2 separate regions of the Mus musculus genome follow, and region 1 is linked to region 2. The links are chromatin contacts, called in public HiChIP or PLAC-seq maps. All regions are on one chromosome and are shown on one strand. Each heading gives the region's core, a stretch centred on a gene start, on an enhancer-like site or on the middle of the called end of the contact. The rest is flanking DNA. Distances are from core to core; before and after follow the strand shown. Region 1 overlaps Gm33377 (a long non-coding RNA gene). Region 2 has its middle 30 kb from the start of Nudt4.

Region 1 (6,475 bases), core at 601-3,100, 270 kb after region 2:
ATCCTGCTAAGGCTTGAAGAAGAGGTTTTAGCTAAGATAATGGACCCATAAGAGTTAAGATGTAATCAGGAAAAACTGTTTCAAGTGGCTGTTCGTGACAACTTGTTATACAATGGCAAACAAAAGCAGGGTCATGGGGTGGGTTAGCTCAGTTGGTAAAATGCTTGTTTCACAAGCACGAGGACCTGAGTTCAATTCCCAAACCCGCATGAAGTTGCGCAGGACCATGGTGTGCATTTGTGATCCCAGCACTGAGGAGGCAGAGGCAGGAGGATTTCTGGAGCTTCCTGGCCAGATACTTTCTCCAGAGTTTCTGAGGATGTCCTCTGGCCTCCACACTCACAACAGTCACACAAACACATCCACTCACATACACAATGCCATACATGCACATACATACACGCGTTGAAAAAGGAAACAAAACCCAGGCCATCAGTTTAATACACACACACACACACACACACACACACACACACACATACACACGTATCTTACTCAATAAATTAGGTAGGAACTAGGGTTCTAAGGAGGATGAAGACCTGGTGAAGTCAGTTTAGGAGAACCCTCCTCCAGGAGTGACAGGGAGAACCCTTCTGGCCTACTTCTCTTTCTTCTCTGTCCAGCACTGCCATGCGCAACTGGTCCCATAACTGATCCTGGTTCTCAAGCTTTCAGTGAAAAACAGCAATGGGAGGAATATCTTCATCTTCTAGAGCTGACAAACTTCATCACACACACACACACACACACACACACACACACACATAATACAGATTACTATCCCAGGAGACCCAGTATCTGATGAGGGGCACCGCCTCTCACTTGACTTCCACAGTAGAATCAGGTCTCTTTTATAAGAGTCTTATTTAGGAAAGTGGCTTCCTCACGACTTAATGACATCCAAAAGCCCCCCCCCCCCAAATACCATCACCTGTGTGTGTTTGTAGGGGGTGGGGAATATAAAGATTTCAGTATAAATTGGCAGGGATATAGGCACCCAGTCATTACAAAGGGCTTGAGCCTTTTCCACTGTGATCCTTAGAGGAAAATGAAGGACCATGTTCTGGCTATATGGATGAAGATAAACAAAACAAACCTGTGCCTTTTTAAAAAAATAAAATAACTACTTGGCTGTTAGAGTCTTTCTGTCTCCTCTTTGGTACTATATTCTCTGAGCCTTGGAGACATTGAAGTATGAGGTTTGTTGGAAAGATGAGAGGGGAATGGGGCATGAAAACTACCTAAAATCACTATATCAATGTATGAAATTTCCTACAATAAGTAAAGGGCTCTTAGGAACAGATGGAGAAAGAAAATAATTAGATAGATTGGGAAATGTAGAAAATACATAGGTGCGCACGCACACACACACATACACACCCCTAAACTAAAGCCTGTTGATCCCGTTCTTTGTATGTTCTGTGTTTTATTACACCAGGAGCTTCTGTTGCGTGGATATATTACCAGAGAGCCCTTGTGTTTATTTTAGTTGATAAGAATCGAGGTCCAAAAGACATCTCAGTGGGTTGCCCCACCTTCAGGATGAGAGAGAAAAGAAGAAAATTCCATCAGGCGGTCCCCTTATCAGAAAAGAAAGTTTGCTAGCACCAGGAGTTGGAAACTGCAGGTTAAAGGCTAAATTCCTTTGGATTCAATGTAACAATGAAGCTTTTTATAAAAACTAAAGAACAAAGTTTGCAGTTAAATAAATAGGATGGGCTGATTGCAGCCTCCAGCCTCTGTCCCCCTTGCTGTGTCATGTCTGTGCTGGCTGAAGCCTCTAGTGCTTGCACACTGGTCTCAGTGGAGATTAGGGTGGGGAGCACATTCCGGGCAGAGAGGCCAGAGAGAGACAGACAGCATTCCAGCTCCATGAGCCTCCTGCCACTCCAGCACTCCTCTGAAGGGTAGAGGGCACAGGCTTCACACGCTCTGCGGCAGCAGGCAAGGGAGGCAAAGGTGGCATTCCTGTATTTTATTACATGGCTTTTGCACGAGCAACTTCACCTGTCAAAACACGATGAGAAAAATAAAATGGAAAGAGATGGAAGGCGAAAGAGGCTGGAACAGAGGGGCAAGGGGTGAACTGAACCGGGGCCCCAAACGCAATTGGAAATGTCTGAGTGTATTTCATTCTGCAACTGTTCGTCTCTTGGATGGCGTGTGTGTGCATGTGCGTGTGCACACATGTGTGTATGTGTGTCTGTCTGTGTGTGTATATGGGTGAATGTGTGTATGTAATCATGTGTGTGTGTATGCATGTGTGTTTGCCTGTGTGTATGTGTGTACATGTGAGTGTGTGTTTATGTGCATGAGTGTGTGTATGCATGTGTATGTGTGTATGGGTATGTGTATACCTATGCGTGTGTGTATATGTCCACATGTGTGTATGTGTGTATATGCGTGTCTCTGTGTGTGTATGTGTATACCTACATGTGTGAGTGTGTGTATACCTACGTGTGAGTTTATGTGTATGTATGTGAGTGCATGCATGTGTATATAAGTGTGTACATGTATGTGTTTATATGTGTGTGTATGAGTGTGTGTGTGTGCATGTATGTGTGTATATGTGTGTGTGTGAGTGAGTGTATGTGTGTGTGTTTATATTTATCTTCTAAAATTAGCAAAAATGTGCCTGTAGACTAATGTGCTTGTTAAACTACTGCCTTGGATAAATACAATCAGAAGTAACTAATTTCTACACAGCAGATATCAACACAGTAGTGTGGATTGAATGTGTCTCCTGAAGCTCACATCTTAGAAGCAGACATCAGTGGTTTTAGGAGGTGGGTTCTTTGGAAAATAGTTAGGCTAGGATGAGCTCATGATTCTGAGGGCCCTGCAGTGGTAGAACAGCATGGGGAGGAGAGAGTTCTGAGTTAGCAGGCTTGCTCTATCTGACCCTGTGATGACTTCCAACAACCACAGCAGGAAGCAGCAAGAGGGCTCTTCCATATACCAGCCCCTGCCTGGGGTCACAGCCTCCTAAGCTAGGAGCGAAGCAAACCTTTATTCTTTCTAAAGTAGCCTTGTCTGCAGTGCGCAGTTATAGCAACAGCAAGTGGCCTGAGATATATACTAACTTGCTTTCATTACTAGATTTACCTAATGATGTCCAGCTTTTTAAAGATACAATTTTGGACCAGTAAGATGGCTCAGTAGGTAGAGGGGCTTGCTGCACATGCCTGAAGACTTGAGCTCAATTCTTAGAATCAGGGTAGAGGTCTAGAGAGCCAACTCTACACGTGAACCAAGCGAGTGTACCCACCTCTGTCCAGATCTCTCTCTGTCTCTGTCTCTGTCTCTGTCTCTCTCTTACACACACACATCCTTCATCACAATATACACAATCATAATTTTTAAAATATAGTTGTATAAATGAAATCCTTTTTCATATTCTTCTCATCTAGTAGCCTGAGCATTTGCTCATTTCTTCTCTCTGTGAAGCTTCAGAACTTTCACTTTTTATTTATTTCTTTTTTCTTTTTTTTTTTTTTTTAAATTCATTTTAAGACGAGGGTTTGCTGTGCATCCCACACTGGCCTGAAACTCACCACCATGTAGCCCAGGCTGGTCTTGAACTTTCAATCCTTCCTCTATCTTCCCGATGCTGGGATTATTGGTCCTGTGCCACCATGGCCTGCTAGGGAGGAAGTTTTTACTTGACTTCGGAACCCCTTCTGTAGAAACTCCCAGCTTCCCGCTCAAAGGCAGGAATGGCCATCATGATGTTGTCTGCTTGAAAGTGTGAAGCGACAGTGGGACTTCACGGGGAGCCATGGATGATAGTGGGACTTCACGGGGAGCCATGGGATGATAGTGGGACTTCACAGGGAGCCATGGGATGATAGTGGGACTTCACAGGGAGCCATAGGACGACAGTGGGACTTCACGGGGAGCCATGGGACGACAGTGGGACTTCACGGGGAGCCATGGGACGACAGTGGGACTTCACGGGGAGCCATGGGATGACAGTGGGACTTCACGGGGAGCCATGGGATGACAGTGGGACTTCACGGGGAGCCATGGGATGATAGTGGGACTTCACGGGGAGCCATGGGATGATAGTGGGACTTCACGGGGAGCCGTGGGCTTGTTCTCTGGCTTACCTTCCTCTGCTTACCTTCCTACTTGCCAAGTAAAGAAAAAGACTTGGGGACATGGGAGCTGATGTTTCTTTGTTTCTTAGCTTGTCTTGACAGTTTCAAGGATATTCAAATAGTCGAGGTTTTCTCTCAGTACAGTAAGTAGAGCATCTGTCCGATACACAGTGTCAAGATGAGTATTTTCACTCTCGTTCATATGAGACAGAATTTTTTGATTTGTGCATATGTGTATGTACAAGAGTGAGCACATTTAGGGAAATGCATGTATACATGTATGTATGTGCATATTGATGTCAGAGTCAATATTGGGTGTCTTCCTCAATTATTCTCTCTCTATTTTATGTATTTATATTTCACTTTATTTATTTATTTTTGAGACAGAGTCTCACAGTGTAGCCTTAGCTGGAATGGAATTCTCGATATCCATTCGATGGCTGTCTTTGAAGTCTTTGTGTTTCTGTATTTATATTAAACTATAATGATATTGTTTTGAACTCTCTGTGATTAACCAATGTATTTCTTGGGAAGAGCTCTCTCTTGTTTTGAAACTAGGAACTTCCCTTTTTATTGGTGTTGAAATATACTTTCCTCTCTGAAATGGTAGCCTTTTGTTATTGTTATTGTTGGCAAAATGAATACTTTGGCAACTCTGTTGGCTCTCTTGATTCCTCTGGGCATTCCTACTGTCCCACCAGCCCCAATTTAAGTCTGGGAACCACTAAACAAAGACTGCAGTCATTCCAAATACAGAATAGAAGAAGAGTTAAATTCTGTGTACATTACAAATTGTTAATATTTGTTTGTGTCCCACATAATCAATGTGTAAAATGTTGTTCTCTTCAACTACAGCTTTCCTGATGCTTTAAATGCCAAATCGGGAAAGAAAGCTAGAATCCAGCATTGCTCTGTAGCAACAAATAACAAAATGCTTCAGAACCCGCATTTCTCATTGACCAGGAACCTATGGAGTTCTTTGTGTAGTTGTTTTTTGTTGGGTTGTGGTTCCATTTGTGCCTGTGTTTGTACTGATGTTTTTGCTCCTGCTGGGTCCCCTGTACAATAGTGAAGACTGCACGTACGGTCTGTAGTAGATCAGATGGTTCTTATGATTTGTACCCAAGGCTTTGAATTCATGGGAGCGTGCTTCGCATGTAGTGGTTGTTTCCCTGTATGTTCTGTTATGAAAGGGAGCCGTTCCATTGATGTGTGAAAATAATTTCCTTGTGATTTGCGTATCGTACTTGTAAATGTTTTGAGCATATGTACAGTTTTGCTCTGCTCTAGAGCTTTCCAAAGATGCTCAACAGGCACAGATTGGGTCCTCTTCTTTCAGCCCATGCCCCAACTCAGATACATCTGATTTAGCCTCGTTAGAAGCAAATTCCTTTTCTTGGTCCATGCTGTCTCCTCTGTTTTAATGAGCTGTGTCATCAAAGCAATCCCCCTGACTGCCAGCATTTCGTCTGCAGCAGGGGGTTTCTGTTGATGTGTTAGTGCAGTGGAGATGGAAATGGTTTGGGATAATCTGCACTTAGTCTGTAAACGGGAAGGCACAGCATTGACTGCATACTGAAACTTGCTTTGCGGTGGACAGCCAGGGCCTTCAGCCTTCACAGTGATCAAAGATTTTACTGACAGTTTTTGGAGGCTTGTCACTGAGACGTAGTTAGATGAACTAACTACTGAACAATTGTTATGACTTACCTATTGCAATTTAATGTCATGTTGGTTTTTTGCTGGTTATGTGAGCCAAGAGCTCACACAAGTCTGTAGTTCATGCTGTCATCTGACTTGTGGTCTTTCAGCTTCAGCCTTCTGAGGATTAGAGGTATAGGTGTGTACTACCACAACTGGGCACTCGAGATCTCCCTCCCCCACCCTCTCCCCCTCTCCGTCTCCCTTCTCTCTCTCTCTCTTTCTCCCTCCCCTCTCCCCTCCCTTTCCCTTCTCTCTCTCCCCTCTCTCTATTAGTTCCATTTATTTATTTTAACATTTTTATACATTTAATAAGATAATATCACGGGGCTGGTGAGATGGCTCAGTGGGTAAGAGCACCTGACTGCTCTTCCAAAGGTCCGGAGTTCAAATCCCAGCAACCACATGGTGGCTCACAACCATCCGTAACGAGATCTGACTCCCTCTTCTGGAGTATCTGAAGATAGCTACAGTGTACTTACATATAATAAATAAATAAATCTTTTTTAAAAAAGATAATATCATGTAAAATAATAGGATAGGCACAAACTAAGAAAGAAAAAAATCATAAAGTGTCATTGCCATTTTGGTTTATAGGACAGAGTCAGAAAATGGAACAAATTAAGATGACTAGGGAAACATTCTAAAACCACCCCAACCTAGCTAAAGTTACA
Region 2 (6,766 bases), core at 3,434-5,933:
GGTGGGAGAGAGAGAGAGAGAGAGAGAGAGAGAGAGAGAGAGAGAGAGAGATCTGAATCTAATTTCTTCCTTGAGTGTGACTACTAACAAACTGCATCCCAACCCCCCCCCCCCCCCAACGATCAATAGCCCTCAATCCTGACTCCTGGAGCCTGAGCATTTATACCCTCTGAAAAGTTCTCAGAATTCCAAACATTGCACAACTGAAGAAACTATCTGTAGCTGGCTAAACCCCACTCCTGCTAGAGTACGAGGCAAATCATAGCTACTGCAAAGCAGCCCCATACCCTCCACATCTGGGATTAAAATGAAACATGATCTTATAATATTTCTGTGTGTGTGTTTTGTTTTTTTTTTTAAAGAAACCAAAATTCTATAATTCTCACAACACTTGGTTTTTTAAAGACAGGGTTTTACTCTAGCCCTGACTGTCCTGGAACTTGCTTTGTAGATCAGCCTGGTCTCGAACTCAGAGATTGACCTGCCTCTGCTTCATGAGTGTTGGGATTAAAGGCATGTGCCCCCACTGCCCAGCTGTGTTTATTTATTTTTAGCAGTGCTGGGGTTGGACCTAGTGTCTTGTGCTGGGTAGGCAAGGGCTAGGACACTGCCCTCACTTCTGTGTCCCGCCCATGTGGGCTTTGAAAACAACCATGTTTTGTAGAGCAAGCACTTTTTTTTTAAACAGCACCTGCCTGCCTAAGAGCTGATGAGCAGACACATTGCGGCTTTCTGGCTGGCCAACCTTACAGCGTCTCTACTAAGCCCAGCCTGACTTCAGCTTGTTGATCTGGCTTGTCAGCTGTGGAATTTCAGAGAGAAAGATTCATGCACATTTTAATCTTCATGTATCAAAGCTATGGGGAAATCTTGGGTTAATCAACTTTGTTTTCCCTTGAAACTGTTGGTGGGGTACATGGAGTATTGTCTGGCAAAGAAATTATGAATTGCTTTTGTAATCGTTATTTGTATTTAAAATTTTCCAAACATTTATTTGTTATTTACTGTGCATAGGAGCATGGTGTGTGTGTCTGTGTATGTGTGTGTGTGGTAGTATGTATGTATGTATGTATGTGTATGTGTGGTGTGTATGTGTGTATGATGTGTGTGGTGGTGTGTGTGTGTGATGTGTGTGGTAGTGTGTGTGTGTGTGCATGGGTATGTGTGTGTGTTGTGTGTGGTGGTGGTGGTGGTATGTGTGTGTGTGGGTGGGTGTTTGCATACTCTCATGGAGATTAGAGGACAACTTGTAGCAGTCAGTTTTTTCCTTCCAACCAAGTAGATTCCTAACTCAGCTTGCCAGACTTGACGGCATCTTTACTCTTGAACCATCTCAGTGGCCCTATTATTTGCATTAAAAAATATTAACATGATTCTAGGCCAGACATAAAGCTCAGTGGTAGCGTGCTTGCTTGCATGCATGAGATTCTATGCTCAGTTCTCTCTCAGAGAACTGGCAATCCTGTTCCAGTCATTATAGGGTTATGGCCAGTCATTTTATCTTTCTGAACTTTAGATTTCTGATCTGCTGCAAAATGGTAATAATTACCATGCAGGTTATTATGGAGATTATGTGACGTATGTTTTGGCATTTAGCTGATGTTGATATAAGGGATTGGAATGAATTTAGACTCAGAAGCCAGAGAAGTTTCTACCAGTTTAATCCTTTCTTTGGGTGTCACTCTAAATACTGAAGGTAATCTCACATATTTTAGATAATGCAAAGATAAGGATAATTTAGATTCACCTATTTATCATCTGTCTGTCCTTCCGTCCATCCACCCACCTACCCATCCATCCATCCATCCTTTCAGGTTCTCAAGTATTCTAGATTGGCCTCAAGTTGGCATCTTCGGATGACCTTGAACTCCTGAACCTCCTGCTATAATCCTTCTAAGTGCCGGATTGACGGACATTTCTTACCACACCTGGTTTATATAGTGCTGGGCACCAAGCCCAGGGCTTTGTAAGCAACCACTCTACTGAGTGAGCTACAGTCCTAATTCCATCATTAGACTTTGAGATTCAGAAAATCTCTAACATACATCCATTTAGAACTTTATAACATATAGCAAAGATAAAATACTTCTTGGTGCTGGTTAAATCTTGCAAAGTTCCCCCAGCACCAAGCAATAAGTCTTACTCTAGCAAGAGCAATGGCTATTTAAACATTGTGAATAAAATATTACATAACCAGTTTAACTTATGCTCTACTCATAGAAAGACTCTGTTGTAAAGCAAACATGTCTTTGTTTCAGATAGGTTTTCCTGGGAGTATTTTATGAGAAAGGTGCTTTCTACAGGCTCAGGTAGCTGACCGCTCACGCCCCAGGTGATAGAGATAAATGTTTGGGGGGGGTGGGTGAGGGGGTTGGGGGGGTGGGAGGGTGGAGGGGTGGGAGGGTGGGGGGTGCCTTAGGAGGTTCGGCTTTGCTGCAGGAGGTCCATCACTGGAGGTGGCCCTCAGTTTAAAGCCTCTGCTTCTAGTTTGCTCTCTCTGCTTGATGCCTGTAGTTTAAGAAGGTGAGCTCCCAGCCCCCTGCTTCTGCTGCCATGCGTGCTGTTCGCTCTATCTGTCTGCCATGACAGGCGCCATCTCTCTGTTCTGAAAGGCAGATAGAATCTTCCTTCTGTAAGTTGCTTTTGGTGATGATATTCCATCACAGCAAAAGAAAAGTAACACATGCCATTAAATTCCAGGCTGACCTAAAACTCAGGACCCTTCTGTCTCCACTCCATACCACCACACCTGGATTCTCCATGATCTTCTGGTGTGGGTGATAGTTTTATGGATTTCTATTACATCTCTTCAAAAAAATCATTTTATGATTCTCCTTATCTGATTTGGAAGACCCCTCTCCCTGCAGACTTCTGTGCTATGATTCGAAGTGTGTGTTTTTCTGGAGTGCTATGCCTTGTCTTCCTGTAGGTTATGAGTTCACAGCTGCCTTGAAGCATCCCACTTCTCACATTCCACAGTTGTATAGCGCTGCCCTCTGCCCTGGATCTGGGGACCAATCCCATCATGTCCTTTCTTTCTGTTCATCCCAACCAAGGTCACTGCCGAACACTGGAGTCTGATCCTCACATGGCCTTATACATCTCCTTATCTCGTTATCCCAATAGCTTTCTTTCTTTTTAAAGACATTTTTCAAAAATGATGTATTTGTTTTGTTTGTAAGAATACTCCATAACTGTCTTCAGACACACTAAAAGAGGGCATCAGATCCCATTACAGATGGTTATGAGCCACCATATACTGGGAATCGAACTCAGGACCTCTGAAAGAGTAGTCAGTGCTTTTAACTGCTGAGCCATCTCTCCAGCTCCCAAGACTTTATTTTTAACGACATGTATGTCTGGGTGTGGGTATGTGTGTTCTGTTTTATAAAAAGATAAGAAGGAAGGAATATGTTTGGTGGAGGTGCAGTATAGTATGGGGGAAAGGGGTGCCTCTGCGGGCCCATGCTGAGGCATCCCTTCCCCCTGAGGGACCAACTACACGATGGTATAGTATAGAATAGAGTTTATTTAGGGCATGGGAAGGGAAGTTGAGGGGGTAGTAGAGACAAAGGCAGAGAGAGAGAGAGAGAAAGGAGGAGGAGGAGGAGGAGGAAGAGGAGGAGGAGGAGGAGGAGGAGGAGGAGGAGGAGAGGCCCGCCAGGAGCACGTGGGGGAGGATGGGGTAAGGGAGCAAGAGGAGAAGAGAAGAGAGCAAGAGAGTGAGGATAGGGCAAGCAGCCCCTTTTATAGTGAGTCCCGCACACCTGGCTGTTGCCAGGTAACTGTGGGGCTGAGCCTAGCCGAGATGTCGCTCAGCATCAGATCTCCATGCAGCTAGAGTTCTAAGACGTTTGGAATTGCTTGATGTGGATGCTAGGGAACCAAACTCGGGTCCTTTCCGAGAGCAGCAGTGTGCTTCCGGTCACTGCGTGGAGGGGCCTCAGCAGCTTCCTCACAGCAACGGACATTCCCAGACACTCTTGTGCTGATCTTTCCACAATGGAGACCTGGCTATCTCGGGGAACACTTAGTGGTGTGTGCGAGCTGGGGGGTGGAGGGGTGCATTTCTTCTTCTACACTCCTTAAATGATGGGTTTGTAAATAAGTGGGTATCTTCATTATGGCTTCCAGAATATTTCCCCTACTATGTTTTGCCCCCCCCCCCCCCCCGCCCAAGGTCAACTAGCTCCCAGTAGTAAGTAGTAGCTTTCTCTCACAACAATCCCTCATTCTGTAAAGATTTTTAGCTCCAGATTCATCTTCCCGATGGGCCATGCGTTCGTTCATGCTTTTTCTTCTTTAGGCTTGTTTGTTTGTTTATTTTTAATGTGCATTGGAGTTCTGCCTCCAAGGTGTCAGATCCCCTGAAACTGCAATTATAGACAGTTGTGAACCACCATGTAGGTACTGGGAATTGAACCCCTGACCTTTGGAAGAGCAGCCAGTGCTCTTAACCCTGAGCAAACCATCTCTCCAGCCCTCTTTTATGATTTTTTTCCAGTATCTGGCCTTGGAGTCTGTACTTTTCTCATTGATGTGATTAAAAAACTCAGCAAAAGCGACTTAAGGTTTTATCTGTTTTGCAATCTGAGGGTGCATCCTGTCACAGTGAGAAGGCATGGTATTAGGACTGGGATGCGGCTCCTGGACCGGTCTCCTTTTATCAGCCCGAGACTCAAGTCCAAAGGGTAGTGCCACGCATATTCAGGGTGGTTCTCCCTCCCTTAGTTAAGCCTCTCTGGAAACACAGGTAAGCCTCTCCTCAGAGACACAGGTGTGTCTTCTGGTTGATTACAAATCCAAATGTTTTCCTATTCCAATGACTTCCTACCCTACCGCATCTATTCCTTGTGTGTGTGTGTGTGTGTGTGTGTGTGTGTGTGTGTGTGTGTGCGCGCGCGCGCGCATGTGATTGAAGGTTGAACCAAGGGCCTTCCTTGCACATGCTAGGGAAGAACTAGGCTCTATCCCCAGGCCCTCATAGTCAGTTTTTAGCCCCCAATCATTACTAATACCGCAGCTTTCCTGTCACCTCAATTTCAAGGGCTTCCTGTTATTAGTACAATGACTACGGTATAGAACTGGCTCACTCTGAGCACTCGCTGGTTAGATCATCTCAGGCAAATAGGTTACATTCCTTCAATCCCGTTTGCTCTATTCAGAGGCTGTTGTGCCAGTTAGCTGAGGTCAGACATTAGCAAAGAGAGACAGCAGGAGAGGAGCTGGAACAATGAACAGATTAAGGACATTGAAATTAAGCTTCAAAGAAAGAGGGAAAGCCAGAGCCGGGAGGACAATAGTCCCTTCTGGAGGACAGGGTTGGGACCCTGGCTGAAGGACAGTGAATAGATTGTAAGCGGGACTCCTGTTGGGTTGGTAAGGAGGGGACTAGAGAGATAAAGGAGGCCCTAGGATCCACAGAGAAGATAATGTTCCAGAGCACACAGTAGGGGCTGAGTAAATATTTATTGAGAAAGTAGGTGGATTCTGCAGAGGCAGGCAGGTTGTGCTATTTTCTCAGCCTGTTTTGGATAGAGCCCTGCGAGCGGTGGCCTGTTTTCCACAGGTGTTGGGGGAAGGGCAGGCTCTGTTCTGCTGGCTATTGAGTAAACAAAACAAAACAAAACACCGCAGGAGCTGGGAGTGATAGTGCTTGTCTGTAGCCAACACTCAGGAAGTAAAGGGAGACAACAGGAGTTCAGGGTCAGCTTCAGCTTGAGGCCAGCCTGGCCTACATTCCAGCCTCCACCCCAAGTCAAGCAAACTGAGTTGGACTTGGACTCAGTAGGTGTTACACACACACACACACACACACACACACACACACACACACACATACACTGTGTATATGTGTATATATGAAGACATGCAGTGGGAAAGGCAGGAATTTGATCAAGATCTATTGTGCATGTGTAAAATTGACAAAGAAAAAAATAAATAAAAATACTGAAAAGAAAGAAAAAAGGAAGGGGGCTGGGTGAAGGATGATGGGGTATGTGTGGGGAGAATAAAGGAAAATGAAAATTTTACTTTATTATAGGGCTACACATTTTATGTTTGATGTTTCCTTTGGGGAAAAAAATCAATCTTATTGTGTAGCTTTGGTTGGCCCAGTATCAATATATAGATAGCCCAGGCTGGTCTGCTATTCAATGTATAGATAGTCTAGGCTGGCCTGGTGGTATTCAGTGTATAGATAGCCTAGGCTGGCCTGGTATTCAGGGTATAAATAGCCTAGGCTGGCCTGGTATTCAGTGTATAGATAGCCCAGGTTAGCCTCAGGTTTGCAGGCTCTTCGTCAGCGTCCCAAGAGCTAGGTTTACCAGTGTGCACACTTGGCTGGGTTAGACATCGTAATACACGAACATTTCATTCTTCATGACAGTCTTCCCAGGCCAACACTAATCACTGTTCTTCTTCTTTGTTTTAATTTTTCTTTATTCTTGAGAAATTCATACACATATACAATGAGACATGATCATATCAACCTGCCCCCCCCATTTCTCCACCCCAACTTCCTTCACATTTCACTCCAACAGAGTCCCTTCCAACTTTCTGACATATATATAGGATAGATGTCACACCTCACACACACACACACACACACACACACACACACACACACACACACGAACTCAGTGCTGCCCACGTGGGTATGGTTACGGGGCCATTCACAGGAGCATGAGCAACTTGCCAGTGGCCACACATACAAATCAATCAATCAATCAATCAATCAGCCTCTCTCCTCATCAGTGAACAACTG

What was found. HiChIP or PLAC-seq counts read pairs in DNA pulled down with a chosen protein or histone mark.
Region 1: an H3K27ac HiChIP or PLAC-seq map of embryonic stem cells shows a contact between it and region 2, with 4 times the contacts expected there. The contact joins two enhancer-like sites. A contact is called at or near these places in 1 of 15 datasets of contacts at CTCF or cohesin (the NIH/3T3 cell line), 2 of 484 Hi-C or Micro-C datasets (bone marrow-derived macrophages and embryonic stem cells) and 4 of 115 datasets of contacts at active chromatin or transcription factors (embryonic stem cells and trophoblast stem cells).

The regions. Positions count from the first base shown.
Region 1 is chr10:95,863,086-95,869,560 of GRCm38.p6, forward strand. The region is part of intron 3 of Gm33377 (a long non-coding RNA gene); the gene reads left to right. Among named protein-coding and RNA genes, the nearest start is that of Gm33543, 23 kb to the left of the region's middle. Within about 2 kb of position 1,851, at least 57 of the 459 cell types and tissues checked have an H3K27ac peak or open chromatin away from gene starts, as enhancers often do. A contact at or near this core is called in embryonic stem cells, where this site is marked.
Region 2 is chr10:95,590,833-95,597,598 of GRCm38.p6, forward strand. No RefSeq gene overlaps it. Among named protein-coding and RNA genes, the nearest start is that of Nudt4, 30 kb to the left of the region's middle. Within about 2 kb of position 4,684, at least 40 of the 459 cell types and tissues checked have an H3K27ac peak or open chromatin away from gene starts, as enhancers often do. A contact at or near this core is called in embryonic stem cells, where this site is marked.